Regions from separate parts of the Sus scrofa genome. Here regions 1 and 3 are each linked to region 2. A link is a contact called in public HiChIP or PLAC-seq data. All regions are on one chromosome and are shown on one strand. Each heading gives the region's core, a stretch centred on a gene start, on an enhancer-like site or on the middle of the called end of the contact. The rest is flanking DNA. Distances are from core to core; before and after follow the strand shown.

The links. HiChIP or PLAC-seq counts read pairs in DNA pulled down with a chosen protein or histone mark.
Region 1: a contact with region 2 is called in an H3K27ac HiChIP or PLAC-seq map of alveolar macrophages. The contact joins the promoter of RNF214 here to the promoter of BUD13 in region 2. A contact is called at or near these places in 1 of 47 Hi-C or Micro-C datasets (heart right ventricle) and 1 of 2 datasets of contacts at active chromatin or transcription factors (alveolar macrophages).
Region 3: an H3K27ac HiChIP or PLAC-seq map of alveolar macrophages shows a contact between it and region 2. The contact joins the promoter of SIDT2 here to the promoter of BUD13 in region 2. A contact is called at or near these places in 1 of 5 promoter capture datasets (liver) and 2 of 2 datasets of contacts at active chromatin or transcription factors (alveolar macrophages and skeletal muscle).

Annotation. Positions count from the first base shown.
Region 1 is chr9:44,595,664-44,598,397 of Sscrofa11.1, reverse strand. RNF214 (RING finger protein 214) reads right to left here and starts at 1,418. Exons shown (of 16, transcript XM_021062882.1): 1 at 1,313-1,418. PCSK7 (proprotein convertase subtilisin/kexin type 7) reads left to right here and starts at 1,849. Exons shown (of 17, transcript XM_021062880.1): 1 at 1,849-2,000.
Region 2 is chr9:44,163,908-44,166,746 of Sscrofa11.1, reverse strand. It overlaps BUD13 (BUD13 homolog), which reads left to right and starts at 1,337. Exons shown (of 10, transcript XM_021062876.1): 1 at 1,337-1,655. The coding sequence starts at 1,513.
Region 3 is chr9:44,542,200-44,544,941 of Sscrofa11.1, reverse strand. It overlaps SIDT2 (SID1 transmembrane family member 2), which reads right to left and starts at 1,294. Exons shown (of 26, transcript XM_003129880.3): 1 at 524-1,294. The coding sequence starts at 706.

The sequences.
Region 1 (2,734 bases), core at 169-2,668, 430 kb before region 2:
GGGACATCAATCCTCAAACTTATATGTCTTTTTCACTTCAGGAGAATGCCCTCTCACAGACAGCAGATTATATAGACTGTTAAGACTCTTCCAAACGGTGCACATACTTACCTTGTCTCGTATCATTTACAATGGATGTAATTTTTGGCCTAATATCAATAATATCTTATGTTTTAGAATCATTTTACGGCTGTTACATTAAAAGCATCCTCCATTATTTGGAGTAAAGTTTTCTGGAGGTGTTCATGTGGGAGAGAAAAAGCAGTATTTTACCGGGCAATCTTAGTATCTCTCACTTAGACTCTGTGTTGCTGGCAGATGGGAGAAGTTTGACAACCACTGACTGAGAAAAGTACAGACTCTTCAGAGTTACTACCGAGGTGCAGAAGAGTATGAGAATCTTGGTTACTCCAGTACGAAAATGAAAAAAAGAGTAATCCAAGCAAGGGAACTGAGACAGATGCCTTTCTTAGATCAAAAGGTCATCCTTTATGTTGCAGACAAATCACCGCCCTCTACGGTGAAGGGAGAGGAAGAGGGATGTAACACGGGGTTAAATTCTTGTTTTTAATAGCTTCATTTGTACATTCCTAACCCTCGAAAAGCGAGCGCACAGGGTAGACATGGAGGCTGGACTGTGCTAACACTTCAGTCCCAGGCCAGAGACCCCCTGTGCCTCAGTTTCCCCAACATACAAGTCTCCCAGAAGAAAACGGGCCCTAGATCGCCCCTACCGCTAGCTCAGGTGCAAATGCCCTGGCCCATCAGAGCCCGGGCCAGGGTCCTTGGCTCCCGGTAGTCAAAACCAGAGGGCACGGGTCCTCCAAGCAACTCCGCAGCTCAGAGCCCAGAGGAGAGGGGACCAGGGCCATCTGGCAGAGGCTGCGGCGAGGGGCGTAAAGTCGAAAGTGCCAAGGAAAACCCGGTACCACAAGCCGGCGGCGACCACCAGCTAGACGGCGACGCCAGTTGCGACTGGTCCTCAGGAGATCCGGGGACTGACGCGAAGGGGACAATGGGGGGAAGCCGCGCCGGGTGGTCCCGGCGGCAGTCCACAGGGGGCTGGCCCAGTGGGCTGCTTCCTCCTGCCAGAGCCCCTCCAAACCTTGCCCCCCGCCCCCCTGCGCCGCCTGGCTGCCAGCCCCCGTCCCACTTCTAGGCCAGGACCCCAGCCCCCGTCCCCGCAGCTCCCTCCACGCCCCCCGGCCCGATCCCCCGCCCCTTGCGCCACTGCCCCCGGCCCTCGCACCCGCCCCGCACACACCTCCCGCGCCGCGCCTCCGGGAGGGAAGGGGGGAGGGACGGGACGCACCTGAGCGGGCGGAGCGGGGGGAGGGGGCGGCCGAGCTTGGGGGGAGGGGTCGAGCGCCGGCCCGCGCGCGACACCTCCCACTTCCGGCGGCACGAGCGGCGGGGGCGAGGCTCGGCCAGGAGAGGAGAGGCCGCGGTGGCACCGCGCCGCCCCCGACGGCGCCCTCTGGCGGCGGGAGCCGGCACCGTGAGGGGACGCGGACACTGCGGAAGCCCTTAAGATACTAGTGGACTCTCCCGGGGCGCAGGGACGAAAGGAGATGTGACCTCCGGAAGAAAGGAGACGTGGTGAAGGGAGGGCCGCCTTTAGGAGGATTACAGAGAGAGGGGATCATGGCGATCAGAGAGAGAGGTGTTTTTGGAGGTTACAGCAGAGATGCCTTTTCTCTGGCCAAGAAGGAGAGGACCGTCTGTCTGGAGAGGGTCTCTCTTGGAGATGCCCGAAGTTGGGGCGGTGGGCCCTGAGAGGAGCGCCCACCACACCCGCACGCTGCTCTTTCAGTAGAGGATGCCCGAAGGAACCGGCCCCCTAGCGCCGGCTGCTCCCGGCGGGTCGGCCCGGCCCGAGGACCCGCTGCTGATTGGCTGAGCTGCCGGGCGGAAGTGATGCTACTGTCACTGGCTCCTCAGGTTCCCGGGAAGCCGCGAGTTTCCGCAGGGAGGCGGCGGCAGCAGCTGCGGCCGGGCCGGTGAGTTGGGAACTCGGTGGGGGCGAGGCATTGGAAGTCCGAGTGGCCTGGAACTGGGGGCGGCCGGTGTCCGAGGGTGAAAGAGCTGCACAAAGGGCGCCTTCAGTCCCGGCGTGGGGGAGCCCAGGAAGACTGGGCCACGGGGTCTTGGATTCCAGGATAGTATGGGTTCTCTGAGGAGAGGGCCACATTGCACGGGGCAATCAAGGCTAGGGAGGAGGAAGCCAATGAAACTGAACCCGGTACCGGCAGCTTGGTTTCTAGGAACAGGTTGCGAGGAGGACAGGGTCTTGGGAGCCAAGTCTTGAACTTGGGGCTGCCTGTATCTTCCTCTTCTCTTAGCACCTAAGAGCTGCAAAGACACGCCTAGCAGTTGGGTGAAGTTGAGATCTGCTTTCAGATTAAGGTTCCATTCCCAGAAGCCTAGGATGGGAGGGTCAGGAGTAAAGCACTGCTCCGCCAGAGGGAGTGGAGGCCATGGTGGTCAGGTTTCTCCTCTCTTTGGGAAATCTGTGAGCTCCACTGAGACTGTAAGAGCCTGCCTAGTTGGATCACTATCAAGGCTAGCCAGATTTTGTTTTGCTTAGTAAGGTATGCAGACTGGGAAAGAGAGCTGACTATCTTGGACAGTCAAGGCTGCTGGAGGGTGGAGAACCTAAAAGGAAAAGAGAGGAGATATGCAGCTTTTTGGAGGGAAATGTTAGGTGGCAGAAGTTCCCGTCTCCCTTTCCAAA
Region 2 (2,839 bases), core at 88-2,587:
GCCCTGTGAGGAAGTGTTAAGACTAGAGCTTGGGTCTTGTCAGGCTAAGGGTAGGTATTGAGTGGAATGGGTAGAGGTAGAACTGATGACAGAAGAGGGCAGGAGGGCATGGGGTTGAGAGAACTATAGGAGTAATATTCACTGGAGTGGCAGTGGGAGACTCCCCATGTCTGCTGACACCAGCTTGAGGTACATTAAAGCAGACTAGAAGCCAAGGCAAGGTTGTGGGTGGGGGACCTATGGTCCCCTGCAGCTATTGATTCCCCTGTCAGTCCAGTGCCCCCTTCTCACAAGCCCTCAAGAGACCCAGCCTGCTTTTCTTCCTGGGCCGGTGCTGTGACCAGTCAGTATGGCCCAGAGGTTAAAATTTCTTGCTTCAGGGCGGTGATCTCCAAACCTGTTTTGTTACATATAAGTATTTTCTGAACATGTATCCCAAGATACATGTATTTAGTGATAAAGTATGACAATGCCTTCTTGAGTAATGCCTTGAAACAGTTACAGTGATTTAACATATATAATGAGATACATAGAATGTAAGATATAATTTTTTTCCAGAAATTTTGTATTACCTCTTGTACCCCACCTTTTTGGCCTCTGCTCCCAAGGGTCATATATTCTGGCTGTGTGAAGTTGGGCAACTTAACTTCTCCAAGTTTCAGTTTTCTCATCTGTAAGGATAATAAAACTATCTGAGAAACATGAGGGTTAAATGAGATAATTCAAGTAAAGCTCTTAATGCTTACAAGAAAAAGTCTTCTCCCCAAACTTGAGTATTAGAATTCAGTCTTTCTAGCTTCTTTCACGATACTGAAAATAGATCCAAGTCCTTTGCACTGGAGATTTTCCACACAAGAGATAGCTAGGGGCAACCAGTAATACCGAATGTGGATAAGTTACACAGGTTAGAAACCTCCATATTTTTCAGAACAATTATACTGGGTTTGGAATTCCTGACTTCCTCTCTTGAGTGGTTCTTGAAGGCCTATTAAAGCAGATTCCTCTCCATCTAAACATGCTAATAAAAATAACTAACATACTGTGTACCAGATGCTGTTCAAAGCACTTTACACGGTAATATTCTCTCAAGTCATTGCAACCATTGATTTAGGTGTGATTTTTATCCCCATTTTGTTAAATAATTTGCCCAAGGTCGTACAGCTAGGAAGTTATGAAACCAGAACTCAAACTTAGATGCGCTGCAACTCTGAAGTAGATCTCTGGAGTCGCAGTTGTAGCCTTGTTGCTGCAATAAGGCTTGAATGAGCAGATAGATGGACAACAGGAAAAACACGGTTGCGCATCGGGGGGCGGGGGGATGTAGACTGGGCACCGGAGATATGCTCATTCCTCATTAGCCCTTAAACGCTCTCTTTCATCTATCAGCTTGGACTGCTCCAAATACTCGGCCACTTCCGGGCCCGGTTGCGCCTCCTAGGGTCCTCGCCGTTCGTTTCGCGTTCAAGAATTTTGTCCCTAGCGCCCGTCCGTCTCCCCGCCCTCGCCGCTGCCATGGCGGCAGCTCCGCCGCTCTCCAAGGCCGAGTATCTGAAGCGTTACTTGTCCGGGGCAGATGCCGGTGTCGACGGGGGCCCTGAATCCGGCCGCAAGCGTCGCAAAAAGCGGCCGAAGACTGGCGGGGCTGGCGGCAAGGGGTGAGTTGGGTCTGGCGGCTTGGGTCCGCGGGGCTGCCCCCCCCCTCCCGCCTTCCCAGCTCCGCCCTCGGCCCGGCTCTTCCTCGACGGGTCGCGGGCTGCCCGGCTTTGACTGCTCGCCCGACCCTGCCTCAGCCCAGAGTCGGCCGGGGCCGCTTCTCGCGCGCTTCGGCAGTAACTTGGGTGTATTCAGGCCAGGCTGTAACTTTCATTACTCTCTTCCCGCTTTTATAGCAGTCCGTCTTCTCTCGCAGAGAATGAATATTATACCCTGAAAGTATTGGTGGAGCGAATTCAAAGGCTCTGGGCTTGGGTATTTAGGGCCCAGAACCTGTCTGGGGCGGGGGGGGGGGGGGCGCTTCTCCAATCCTAAGGACTCCCGTCCTGAGTTGGAAACCTGGTGCTCATTTCCTGTTATTCTTACTACTACCACTACTACTACCACCACCAAGTAACATTTGTACAGTTCTTGTCATGTGCCAGGCACCGTTCTGAGTCCTTTAGATATACATGAATTTATTTAAGCTTCATAACGCTACCATGAAGTAGATGTTGTTGTTAACCCCATTTGTCAAACAAGGAAAATTACGTGGCCCAGCGTGCTGGGTTGAATAGTGCCTCTTCTCTCCAATTTATGACCACCCAGGACCTCAGAGTATGACATTAGAAATAGGGTCTGGTGTTCCTGTCAGTGGCTCAGCGGTAACGAACTGGCTAAGATCCATGAAATTGTGGGTTCGATCCCTGGCCCCGCTCAGTGGGTTAAGGATCCAGCGTTGCCATGAGCGGTGGTGTAGGTCGCAGACGCTGCTCGGATCCTGCCTGGCTGTGGCATTGGCGGGCTACAGCTCCCATTCGACCCCTAGCCTGGGAACCTCCATATGCTGTAGGTGCGGCCCTAAAAAGACAAAAAGAAGAAAAAAAAAAAAGAAGAAATAGGGTCTTTGTAGATGTAATTAGTTAAGATGAGGTCATAGTGAATTAGGATGGGCGCTAAGTCCAATATGACTGATGTCCTTTTAAGAAGAGGAAAATTTGGATACAAAAACAGGCTTTGAGGGAAAATTACTGTGTGAAGATGGAGGCTGAGACTGGACTGGATTCATATGCCACTAGGAGCTACCAGATACTGGATGAGTCAAGGAAAGATCTTCCCCTAGAGCCTTCCTGGCAGGCGTTGCCTT
Region 3 (2,742 bases), core at 45-2,544, 380 kb before region 2:
GACAAACTCCTCTCCCACCAGACCTGAAGGTGGCTGTATCTCCACCACCTTCAACTTACAAGGCCCAGCTGGCAGGAAGAGGGCTGGGCGGGTCCCAGCAGTAACAGCAGCTTAGGAAGTCCTGCTTTCACCTCCCTGGGGTGTCTCAGCTATAATACCACCCCACCACACACACCCCCACTGGGCAGAGCCTTTCAGTTTGGGCCTGTTTCATCCTGTGGTGTTTACTGGGCCAAGCTTACTAGCAAGCCTGCTCCTGCTTGCTCCCAGACCTCACAGAACCACTGGCTTCTGGATGAGGGGTAGGGAGCAGGCCAGTCCTGCTCAGGCTACAGCTGGTGGAACGGAAGGGATCAAAAAGAAGATGGGAATGAGGCAACTTCAAAAACTGTCCAGCAGGAGCTTTAGGAAAGGAAAAAGGACTGGCAAGAGGGTCCGGTGTGGTTTTGGGACTGGCAGAGTCTCCTTGCCCCGGTCTCCTCACCCACTCACCACCAGCCCCCAGCCCAGCCCCTTCCCTCACCCGGTTGCGGGTCACTGTATGGTTGAAGGTGTAGATGTTGACCAGCTCGCTGTTGACCTCATCCACGTAGGTGCGCTCAAACTCGGCGTCTTTCTGCGAGACGTTCTTAGGCCCCAGAACCCCCAGATGGCTCTCGACCGAGGCCACCAAGAGTGCCAAGAAGGCCAAGCCCGGAGCGAACATGGCCCCGGCAGGGCGGCAGTGGCGGCGGCGGCGACAGGCGACAGGACACCTCCAGGGCAGGTTGCGGCTCTGGCCGCAGCTTCCAGCATCTCACCAGGACCAGAACTTTAACCCCGGCCTGAGATTAGGAATCGTCCCCTCCCAGGAGCCATAGACACACTCTCAGTAGCCCGAGAGGGGAGGGGGCGGCTAGAAGGGGAGGGGAGAGCTTGGGGTACGGGCCACAGGAAGGGGTCCCAGCTCGCCAGGGACAGAGCACTGTCCGGAGACCCGGCGGACGCCCGCCAGGGCCCTGAGAGCGAGGAGGCGGCTGGTTGCTGGGAGCCTGGAGACGCCGGGAAAGGGGGGCGAGGGAGGGAGGAAGGGAGGGAGGGGAACCCGGCGGCGGGGGCGGCCGCGTTGGGAGGAGAGTCAGAGGGTGAGAGGCGTGACAGAGGTAGAGACCCGACGCCGCGCGGCTCGGCGAGTTTTGGGGGCGCCGGCCCTTTAAGGGCGGGCGGACGCGGCTGCTTCGGCGCTCGGATCTCCGGGGAGTGAGCAGCGCCGCGGGGCGGTAAACAGCTGGGTGGCTGGCCCGCCCGCTGACGTAAAGGGAAACTGACACGGATTTAAAGGGCCAGGCCCGCGCTTGGGCCTTAAAGGGGCCGCCTCCTTCGGGCTGGAGGCCTGCCTCTCCAACTCCTATCCAATTAACGCCTCCTTTTTCATTATCCTGCCCGTCTCTGGAAGCTCACTTTGGATTAGACGGACGTTGCCATGAAGGCTCTCCAAGTGTTGGATTCTCATTGACAAATTCTTTTCTATCCTCAGACGTAGGGATCTCCTCCACCCCACCTCTGCTTTTGTCACTAACATCCTTCACCCCTGGGCCGGTTTTTTTGCCTGGTATCTTAAGAAACGAAGAACTTCAAACAACTAGGAAACTGCCGGAGAAGGGGAAGCTGAGACAGAACTGCTGATGGAATCCCTGCGCACTCTGGCCTCCCACTGCAGCGGCTACAGGGCTTCATGGATTGCGGAGCTTCAATCTTGCTGGGCTGATTTTCCTCGTCTCTGTTGAGGCAGATACAGAGCTTATTGAAAGGTAGTGACTTTCAGTGTAAATTGGTGAAACCTTTTATACAAAATATTTTGGCACCATGTCTTCAGTGGTAAGGAACCCGACTAGTTCGATCCGGTCGATGCATGTTGGATCCCTGGCCTCACTCAGTAGTGTAGGTCGAAGATGCAGCTCTGATCTGGCAGTGCTGTGGCTAGGCCTCAGCTGCAGCTCCAGTTCAACCTCTATCCTGGAACTTACATATGCCGCAGGTACGGCCCTAAAAAGCAAAAAAAAAAAAAAAAAAAAAAAAAAAAAAAAAGGAAAGAAGGAAGGAAGAAAGAATGGATAGGAAAGAAGGAAAGGAAGGAAGAAAGGAAGGAAGGAAGGGAGAGAAATGAATACACAATCTGCATAGCCCAGGCAACTATGTCCAATCGCTTGTGAGGGAATATGATGAAAGATAATATGAGAGAGTGTGTATAGACGTATGGCTGGGTCACTTTGCTGTACAGCAGAAATTGACATAACAATATAAATCAACTATAATAATAATAAAAAAAGAAACACTGCTATCCTGAGCCTGATGTGATTTGACTGGTCTACCCTGTGCCAGTATCTCTGATGCTGTAAACACCACAAGTTGAGGACCAGAGCGTCTCTGCCATAGCCTGGCTGTATTGAATAAGCCCAGGCCGCTCATGGTGGTGGGTAGAAGCCTTACACCTGTGCCTCAGGCTTTGGTGCAAAATGTGCCCCTAGGTTTGTTTAAAGTGCACATCCAGGAGTTTCCATTGTGGCTCAGTGCTTAACGAATGTGACTAGGAACCATGAGGTTGCAGGTTCGATCCCTGGCCTTGCTCAGTGGGTTAAGGGTTCGGCGTTGCTGTGAACTGTGGTGTAGGTCACAGACGTGGCTTGGATCCCACGTTGCTGTGGCTCTGGCCTAGGTCAGTGGCTATAGCTCCAATTAGACCCCTAGCCTGGGAACCTCCAG